Linked DNA regions of Gossypium arboreum: region 2 is linked to region 1. Evidence: chromatin contacts called from public Hi-C data. All regions are on one chromosome and are shown on one strand. Each heading gives the region's core, a stretch centred on a gene start, on an enhancer-like site or on the middle of the called end of the contact. The rest is flanking DNA. Distances are from core to core; before and after follow the strand shown.

The links. A called contact is a pair of places that touch in the nucleus more often than the background predicts.
Region 2: a contact with region 1 is called in a Hi-C map of leaf, with 4 times the contacts expected there. The contact joins the promoter of LOC108467086 here to the promoter of LOC108461522 in region 1.

Annotation. Positions count from the first base shown.
Region 1 is chr2:34,997,075-35,002,582 of ASM2569848v2, reverse strand. It overlaps LOC108461522 (calreticulin-3-like), which reads right to left and starts at 3,110. Exons shown (of 14, transcript XM_017761390.2): 1 at 2,802-3,110; 2 at 1,629-1,736; 3 at 1,204-1,396; 4 at 867-1,125; 5 at 562-618; 6 at 405-452; 7 at 201-287; 8 at 56-113. The coding sequence starts at 2,904.
Region 2 is chr2:35,925,023-35,930,530 of ASM2569848v2, reverse strand. LOC108467086 reads left to right here and starts at 2,901. Exons shown (of 16, transcript XM_017767581.2): 1 at 2,901-3,168; 2 at 3,326-3,368; 3 at 3,668-3,742; 4 at 4,077-4,211; 5 at 4,299-4,361; 6 at 4,439-4,677. The coding sequence starts at 3,329.

The sequences.
Region 1 (5,508 bases), core at 1,861-4,360:
AAAGGTTCTTTTCTTGAACAGATATATGGAAATATAAAGATTCATTGCGGAGTACCTGGATTGTCAATATAAGGAATCTTCCATTTCCCTTTATAATTAGGATTCTTGATTTTCTGTAGTGAAAAAACAAAGACTGTATTGATGAGAAGCTGCTGTCAAAACATTAGGCCTCATATTTACTTGTTAGAATGAAAGCAAACCTTAGGTTTCCATGGTCCTTTGTATTTTGGATTCGGTACCTTTGGTGCTTTCCAAATACCATCCTCTTCTTCATCCCACTCATCAGGCTAACCAATGAAAATACCATGATTTGATTGTAAAACCTTGAAATATGAGAAAACATGGAAAACATAGAAGCACATGGCTAATGGCTTAATATTTTTGCTTGTAGGTAAGAAACTAACCTCTTTAGCCTTAGGATCAGGAATTTCTTTTGGAATCGAATCATAACCCTGCAACACCAAAAGATGCTTAGTTAGGCCTATTTTGCATTTATATATATATATATATAAAAAGAAAAACCGTTGAGTATAGAGATGAAATAATGACATGCAAAGTTACCTCAGGTTTCGTGGCACTGGGATCTTCAATGTATTCTCTATCATCCCAGTCCGCAGGCTGCAAAAGATGGAAATTTACAGGTTTTAAAATTTGAAGTTTAAGAAAACAGACCTTAAGGAGTAAGCCTGAAAATCATAGTCAATATTGGAAATTAGGTATCCTAACTGAGACTGTTTAACAATGTACTGTTCAGTCTTATGGAGAAATGCTGAGGTCACAGTCAGTATTGTATCTAAGATTTTCTAAGGAAAAAAGTAACACAAGTGCTAATAAAATATAGGAGGCTTCTAAGTGCAAGTTGTAACCTTTTTAGCTTTGAGATCTTTGATTTTACGGGGAGGAAGAATATCCCAGTCCGTATACATGCTTCCAGAATCCCTTTCACGATTATCTACGAGGATACTATAACTTGCATCTGGCCTAAGAATGAATGTGTAGAAATGAGTCAACTTGTCTGTTTCACATTCCAATTCCTTCTTAATAGGGTAATTCTGGCCCTGGTAAGAAAGTATAACATGGAGCTTCTTTGTTTGTGTCCCACAGATATCTGGCCCAAACATTAAGCTGCAGGGTTAAAAAAGAGAGATTAGCCGAGTTTACTCAAGTGGCTGGTAAGAAAAGCTTCCTAGAACAATATCAAACCTATATGGTGTGTCCCCTCCAAATTTCTTTTGATTGACAAATCCGGAGAGAAGCTTCATGTAACCGCCACCGCATTCAATGTCCTGCTCAAACCTTATGGAATACTGGATGACCAATGTCCTGTTCTTATTTGTAAACTCAGGGATCTTTGCGGATATTGCAAAATGTTTAGCATCGCCAGACGTCTGAATACCTACAGAATTATTTATAGTCATTGTCAAAATGAAGAGACAACTGGGCAAAAGTTAAATTTATCAGCGAAAAAAGGCATCTCAGGTATCATTCTGGTGAAAACACTTTTTATCTTCAACTTGATCGCAAGGTTAACACGATTTAAGTTCATTTATTCACCAAAATTCTCTGTTTTTTTTTTTTCCAAACAACACAATCATTTTGGAATAAAGCAGCAGGAGCTAAAAGCATACCTTTATCATCAGGATCTCCAGACCACTTTCCAGGTGTGTGTTTAAACGATCCTGCTTTTCCTTCACTTTTTTTCCAGTCAGATTTTACCCAACGACTTTGCCATCCGTCTGTTCACAACATCAGGTGTTACCAATGTAGTTAAAAACCCATACGAGTTCCATATATTGCAAGCCAATTGAGAGCAAGTAATATAAAATCACAGAAAGCTCGTTACTTCAACGGATGTAGAATGACACCACTTAACAGTCACGTCAACAACCTCAAATGGGTAGCCAGAAACAACCCGGACTCGATACCATATTAAACATCCATTGTAAAACCAGTTTATAATAAGTATCTACCCAACTAATTTTAATACCTTTTTTTTTTTTTTTTGCCCCTTTCTCTGTTTGCTTGAAAACTTACAGCAAGAAAAGACCAAAAACCTAACAATCTTACCGCGCTATCCATTAGGCTTATCACATCTAAGGAAGTCTGCAAAATAAATAAACCAACTACAACTCAAATAAATTTTGATTTGGGTAAAATTTTCGAGTTCAATTTTATTCTGATTCAGGAGATTCTTATCATTTCGGAAAAATTTACACTCTAATTCAATTTTTATACAATTTTAAATTATATTTTTTTATAAAAATTCAGTTGACATTTAAATTTTTTTGGTCTTCCTTTTCGGTGTTCTTTGGGTGTCGAAACAAACAAAAAGGGAACTCTATCATAAGATTCTTGTCTTATTTCTTTCCCTTTCGCATTAATCTATAAAACAAAGAGTTCAAGTAAAATCATTGAGCTTTTATAAGTTTTTTGAGGACTGTTTATCTGCAATAGCAGAACAGATGAAACGCTCAGAAATTAAAATTTTAACTTAAAATAAATTGGTTGACTTACGCACTACCTTAGTCAATGTCTTGACATATCTACCGAAGAAAAAACAGGAAAAGAGATAAATGTAAAAGGGTGTCGTATTTCAATCACAACTACATTTTTACTTCAAAATTCCCATACCTTCCCACAACCAAGCAGATAGTAAGGGGAAAAAATTACTGCAGTTATTAACAAGCCGACAAAGATTTTCAGTTGATGACGTGGCGAACGGAATTCATAAATTTTTCTTTTTCAAAAGGAAAAAACTTTAAGAGATGTTGCAATGAAAAGCATGCAGGGAAAGACAGTACCTTCGAAACGCTCTTCAAAAATGATCTCTGAAATTGAAAACTGAAACAAAAACAAAAGTACAAGCAGTTTAAGCGTGACAATAGAAGAAGAATGTCGCGCCATTAGTGGGGGACGAGATACCACACACTGCCTGCCTATTGAGAAAGCTTGGGCTAGTTATAGAATGTTTGCAAAATTATTCACCCTCACTGTTTCAATTATTTACGGTGATGGCATGCAGTATTTAATTAATTTCTGATTTAGAGGACATTTCCTAGTGGGAACACCAAATGCTTGCTTTTTTAGATGAATAGAGGAGGGGAGGATTGAGGCCAAAAGACAGCCATAGCCATTGTTTTCCCTTTAATTACGTTAAGACCCCACATTTTTGTAATGATAGCCAATGAGAAGTGAGGACGACGTTGCAATGTCCAATTGTCTTACAAAACGCTTAGAATTTAATCTGAACAAAAAATAAATATATCACATCACTTTCAATTTGATGGTTTTTTTATATTTTATATTTTACAGCTGTGAAGAAAAACAAATTGATTTTAGTGCTTTAAATCCATTATAATGTTTTTTATAGAGGTTTTATAAGTACAATTAGAGCTAAAAATACAAATTTTAGAAATACATAGTTTATCCTTTTTCATTTCTCTTGAAAACAAGTATCTTTGATCTTTTCCACTTGAAGGTTTGAGATAGAAAATTACAACTTTTTAATTAAGCATGAGAATGTAGAATTGACATAATTTTTAACTTTAATTCTCAAATGGGTGGTTGTTTTAGTCATACTATTATTAATAATAAGGTTTAAGAAAAAGCAAGAATTTAATGACATGAGTATCACAAAACTCGTTTCTAGGAAACTATACTTGGGAGATAGGGACGAAGCCAGAAAATTTTTTTAGGGGGCCGGATAAAATTTTAATTTTCTATAGTTTATATCTTTATAATTTATAAATGATTAAATCAAATTTTTATAATTTTAAGCAAGACAAAATATAATTTTATATTTATTAATTTAAAATTTTTAAAAAATATAAAGAATTAAAAATATAATTTTATATTTTAGGGAGGCGAGCATCCCAGCCCCCCTAGCTACACCCTTGCTTGGGAGTGTTTTTCTATGTCCCAACCTAAGGGAAGGGGGCAACAGGGGCATTTTTGAAGATTCTGGGAAGTTCAAGGGCAACACTCTGTTCGTGGTCTTTCCTTGTAAATGGGTTTATACTTTGTAGACTATTCATTGACTGACTCCTTCAAAGTCAAAGTCTCCCCTTGGGTCTCTACTCACTGTTGATGTTAGGAACAAATATAGCCACTCACCATCTACCTAGATTAGTTTATTCGTTAATATATGATTTCTTGTAACAACTTCAAAAAATTCTCATTTTTAAAAATAATATTTAACATTATATTTTTAAATTAATATTTTAAATATTAAAGATATAAATGATGGTAACACTAAAATAAATTAAAATTTTAAATACTGATTATTTAATGCTAAATTTTATAAGTGTTAAATTTATATTAGAATTTCTTTTAGTAAATTAGTAAATATAAGTGTTGAATATAATTATATTGTTTGATAAAAGTAGATATTAATTTTAAAATATTATTTATTTTTAATTTTAACCTTATTAATATAATATTTTATTTTATTTTGGATAGTTTTATATGAAAGATAAAAATGATAATTTGAATATCTCATTTTTTTAAAATAATTTATTTCATTTTTAATAAAACAAAATCAACTCAATATTTTCGATGATAAGTAGTTACATACTTACTCATCTTATTCAATCCTCTTTTATTAAAAATTTATATAAAATAAAAATTTAAAATGATTATCAAACACATTCAAAATTTTCAATGATTTATCAAATAAATCCTAAAATCAAACAAATCCTAAATATATATATATATATATATAAATTTTCAATGATTCCAAATATATATAAAATTATAAAATACAAAAAATAAAGAAAATTATAAACATATATAAACTCTAAATATATATATGAAATAACTAAATTTTAACACAAAAATAAAAAAGTTGGGTAACTTCTGGCTTTCTTATTCATTGTGCTCTGCAAATCTCTTTGATGGTATTAGATAATGCACAATATTCTCAACATTTAATATTAATTAAGTTGAAATTAGAAAATGGTGAACTGAAAAACTCATACAGTGCAAAACCTCAATTGAAAAATGACAACAACAATTTTATGAAATAATGAAAATTATTTAGATGAGATTTTATTCGAAAAATTGAAAAAAATTTAAATTTTAAGTTAATTGAATTGAGTTATTCGAGTTTTAAGTTTGAGTCGAGTTAAATTTTACAATTTGAATAACTTGAATAATTCGAATAATGGATTGGTGTAAATAGTAGGGGTGAGCAAAGCTCGATTCGACTCGAAAAAATCGAAAAAAATTCGAATTTCGAGTTAAACGAATCGAGTTATTCGAGTCAACTCGAATTTTTTTTTCTAATTTCGAGTTCGAATTTTCGAATTCGAATAACTCGAATAATTCGAATAATTCGAATATTAAACTATAGTATTTTACATTTTTACCCTAAACTCCCAAACCTTTTTACTTTTCCCTCAAAATTTTTACTCCTTCCTACTTTCCCCCTAAAACTTTTACTCCCCTTCCATCCCAACCCCCCAATCTACCCAAAATCCATTTCCCACCAAAATTTTACTCTCTCATTTA
Region 2 (5,508 bases), core at 1,652-4,151, 930 kb before region 1:
TCTCGGGTTAACTTTAGAGCTTTCGTAAGCTCAATTTAGACTCACATTTGTCTGTAAAACATGATTTGTTTTTATGCGTTAGATAGTTAAATGTTTATTTTAAATTTTTTATTTAAAATTTTGCATGCAACTATTCTATTAATGATTACATATGTTTGTATAAATACTATAATTAATTAAGGAAAAATGTTAAATTTAACTTTAAATATTTATATCTTTTGTCAATTTGTCTTTTATTCTTTTTTTTTGCTAAATTTGGTCATTAACCTTTCAAAAAGAGTAAAAATTTTCTTTTTTACTAAAATACTGACTAAAACTTTAATTTTTTAAATGAGGTTGGTGTGACAACTCACATGGTAGTTCACGGGTACTTTATGTTGACATGATACTATTTGTTTTATATGCCAAATCAATTTTTTTAAAAAATTAAAAAATTTCAAAATTCGAAGTTCTAAAATTTAAAAAAATATGTAGATTGCCATGCAAGCTGCCTTGTTTAAAAATCTAACAAGTTGCCTTGTTTAAAAATCTAACATTTAAGTCAATATTTTTGTTAAAAGATAGCAATTGAACTCTTTTAAAAGATTAATGGTCAAATTTAACTCTTTTAAAAGATTAAAGACTAAATCTAACTAAAAATAAATAAAATTAAATTGATAAAAAATATAAATATTAAAAATTAAATTTTAAACCATTAATTAATATCAAGATAGAAAGTTCACGTCAGGTAAGATGCCACAATTATAAATATTTAATGAAACATCCATTTTTGTCATGAAATAAGTTCATAAAAAAGTTATTTATGTAAGTGGTAACTCAAGCTGTTGCAATTGGATGTGAATTTTGCAATGGAAAAATTATCTATCATTTGATGAATTTTATCCCAATAAAAGTGTTCGAAGAAAGTTGCGATGAAAATACATTTTGTTGCATCTAATTTTTATTTTAAAATTTCAAAAGCAATTTGCCCCATTAATCCAAATGGGGGTTAAAGCTGCATCCCGACAACTCAAGGTCTAAGATTAATTCTACATTATTAGGGCATTATCGGCTCAGTTGGTCGAATTTTTAAATTTTTGAATAATTTATTATAATTCAATTCAGTTTTCGATTTTATATTATTTTTAATTTATATGTCAAAAATTAAAAAAATAATTAAGTTTTTTATAAAAATTTCACCTAATAAATTCTGTCGTTAATTAAAATAATCAATCAAGCTCCATTATTAATGAAAACTGTATAAATTAATTGGTGACATGTGGTACTTTATAAAGCCCATCGTTCATTCATTATGTTAACTGTTCAAATAAATAGGCAAACCAATTAGTTGGTGACATGTGGTAGTTTCTAGTTTAATCTAAAAATTTTCACATAAAAATAATTACAGGAAAAATATGAAAAACTATAAAAAATAAAAAATTATTGAATATTAAAAATATTAAAATTAATACAAACTTATTAAAAATATAAAACTTATAAATATTATAAAAATATAAAAATCTAATAAATTATATATTTTTTATAAAATTAGTAAAATTGATTTAAAATTTTTAAAATTAAAAAAGTATTAGAGTTTTTAAAAGATAATAAAATATTATAAAATTATTAAAATATTAAAATTTATATAAACTTATAAAAACTATAATTTTTTTTTTAAAAATTGAATTGGATTGGATCACTAGTTAGATTGGTTAGTCAAAAATTTATCAGGGTATTGGTTCAGAGAAAACCACTAGACCGATTGATCTAGAAACCAGACGGTTGAATAGATTTTTTTAAAATATTTTTATCAAACCAAAATTTCATTATCCAACTATTAGAATATGTCAAAATAAAATTTTTCTGGCTAAGGTTTTCAAAATTGGACTAGTGGTTGAACCGGTCAGGCCATTGATTTTCTAGTTCGTCTGGTATGTCCAATTCAATTAAATACAATATTAAAAAATTTAAAAATAAAAAAAATAGATTAAACCAATCAGTTCCTAGGTCAATCGATCTAATAGCTTTCTAGATCGATACCCTTGATGATTTCATCTAATTGGTCCAATCGATTGATCATGTCTAATTTAAGTTTTATGATTTTTAAGTTTATATAAATTTTAATATTTTTATACTTTTCATACTTTATATAATTATAATAATTTTATAGAATTTTAATACATTTTACAAAAATTTAAATAAATTTTATTAATTTTATATATTTTTATAATTTATTAGATTTTTATATTTTCAATAATATTTATAATTTATTTATAAATTTATAGAGTTTTATATTTTTAATATTTATATAATTTATATAATTTTATAATTTTTATATTAAATTAAACTAGAAGTTACAATATTTTACCACTGATTGGCCCATCAAATTTATTTTAATAGTGGACTTTGTCAATAATAAAAGCCATTAATGGGACGAATAATTTATTGTTTAGTGACTTAATTGAGTGCAACTTTAATATAGTGACTTAAATGAATTTTTTTTGTATTTTTCTTAAAGGCTTTTTTAACATATAAGCTTTCATAGCTTTTGAATATTATTTGAAAAAATTTAAAGTTTTTTATATATTTCTAAATAAAATATTTTTTAAAAACTTTTAAATTATTTTCACTATTGTAGATATAAAATATCTTTTATATTATAAAATTTAAAATTATTTGTATATTAAATAAAAATAGAATTCATTCAATTTCTACTAAATATGGTTTTTAAACTTATATTTTGACTGTGTTTAGTATTATTTCTAACAAATATTTTTAGGACAAAAGAATATTCGTAAATAAGTTACTTTTCGAGAGAAAAATGTTTCTCACAAACCAAAAAAATTGGCCCAAAAACAATTTTTTGTTTTTTATTTTTGATTATCCTTGCTTGAAAAGGGACTATTATATCTCTCGTTCTAATTTATAAGCTTATAATGATACTAAAAAATAGTTGAGGAGCCAAAATAAAAATTTTACACGAAAAGAGTATTTATTTCGGCCAACTCGGCTTTTCATCGTATACCGAACAGCGCCCTCTTCCAGACTCGTCTCTCTTCGCCCTACCGTATCCCTGTCAGCTCATTTCTGCTCACGTCTCTCCTCCTCTTCCTCCGATCTCTGACCCAAGCCCTCTCTTCCACTCAAGTTTCCGACGAACCCAACCAAAGACCCGGATATTAAATAAAGGTAATTTTGAAACCCTAAACTTCATTTGCAGATTTCTACTTCAGTTATGGCTCGGCTTGGCTATGCGTCACTCGGCTTTATTTAATTTTATTTTTTCGACCGTAGTGCCTGTTACTCTGTCTCATCTCATACTCTTCCTCTGCTTGCATTGCTACAGACTATGTTGTCTTCGGATGGCTCAGACAACCATCCACAGTCCGGTTAGTTCTCTCTTTTTATTTTTCGTTTTGATTTTGTTTCAAAACAGTTTTTTACGCACCAAAAACGAAAAGGGTAGAAAATAACTTCAGTTATGTTTTCTTCGATTTGTTCAGTAAAAATAATAATGTTTTTCTTCTCTGAAAATGATTCCTCCAATCTTAATTTATTGTTTAATTAAGAATGGTGTTTGAGGCAGTAATATTAATAAAATACCCTTCTTATTATCATGGTATTTTTATGCGATTTGTTAATATGAGTACGTGTGGCCTCTCAGGCACTGAGAATTGTTTGAACGCAGTTGCTGGTGTAGGCTGGTATATACTTGGTGAAGATCAACAAAATGTTGGCCCTTATGCAATTTCTGAGTTACGTGGTAAGTTTTATACTTAACGCATGTTTTGAAATCATTATGGGCATTCAAAGTTTAGAATAATTGTCTTAAGTTCTGTATCAATGTATTATAGATTGCATTAGACAAAGAAATCAGAACAATTTTTTTTTTTAAATTGTAGTTTGTAGTAATTTGTGAGTTTTATGAAGTTGTTTGGTTTGGAGTACTGCAAATTTACTGGTGAATCTCTCTCCTTGAATTTCAGTTCCAGTAATCAGTAGCATGGTTTCAGGACAATTGTTCCATCTGTAACATGTTCAATTGGTCTAATGAGCTATTGAACCATCTGCTTTGCTTATTTGCTTCGCCTGCACAGAGCATTTCTTAAACGGATACCTCACTGAAAGTACACTTGCATGGTCTGAAGGGAGAAGTCAGTGGCAACCATTGTCCTCAATTCCCGAGTTTGTTTCTGTAATTTCTCATCAGGCCAACAATTTTTCTGCTACAGGTTAAATTAACTACTAGTTGCTCTTTTTATGATTTGTAATTAGGATCTTTATCTCCGGGATGTGGTTTTCACTTTTGATGTTTACAGTGTCCTCAGGCGATGATGATGCTTTCTTGAACAGTATGAAGGAGGGCGATAATTCAAATGCAGGTTGATATATATACTATCTTTATTGCAAAATAGTCACCATCTTAAGAGGGCTTCTGACCCTGTAATGTGCTGTGCAGTGCCTTCCAATGATGGTGATGGTAGTGATGAATTTGAGAAATGGCAGAGAGAGATTAGAGAGGCTGAGGCTGAGACAGAATGTTTGAAAACTGGATCTGTTTCTAGAAGTACTGGTGATGCCTTTGGTTTTGATGATCAGGATAGGCCTCTGACACCGCCAGAAGGTGAAGAAGAATTCACTGATGATGATGGAACCAGGTACAAGTGGGATAGAAATCTGCGAGCATGGGTTCCTCAGGTCGGTGCTCAGTCATTTTTGTTAAGTTGATTTGAAAACATGGTTAATCTTGGATTTCTTTAGTCGACATATCATTTTTGTCTATGTTAATTATTTTCTGAAATGTTATATACTATGGAGACTTCATTTAACATGTTTATTTCCTTTAGATAAAGTTTTGTTTTACAAAATGAAAAATTTCAATACTGAAAAAAATTATAGACTTCAGTTTTGAAAGTAATGAGTACTAAACTCTTGCAAAAATGTTTGATATGCTACTAAATTTTAAATACTTAGATTATTATTATTATTATTGAGTAGATAAATTAGTAAAGCTAAAAAGGGAAAAGTAGTTAAAAGGAAAATAATATAGGGTTTATGTAATTAATGAAAGCTTTCCTCAAATAGGATGATTGAATATATTAAGTAGCATTTAACTCAATATTTTTATCACTTCTTTATTGGGGTCAATATAACTTTTAGTCCTTGAATTTGGCAATTAGGTTCACTTTACTATTACAAATTTTTGGTCCACTTTGGTTCTTGAACTTGAATTCCATCAAGATTTGATGACATGGTACAATCTCCGATTGCCACGTCATCGAACTTTTACATTTGCCAAGTTCAGGGATCAAAATGGACCTAGTTGCCAAGTTCGGGTGCCAAAGTGGATCAAAAATGGTATAGGTACCAAAGTAGATCTAATTGCCAAGTTCAAGGACTAAAAGTTATATCAATCCTTTTTATTGAAAATATTCTGGCAAAATGCTTTCTGAAATAAGCTATCAAAGCACTGAAAATAAATGAAATCATGGAAAATATTTAATGCTTTATCAAAGGCCATTTTACTCT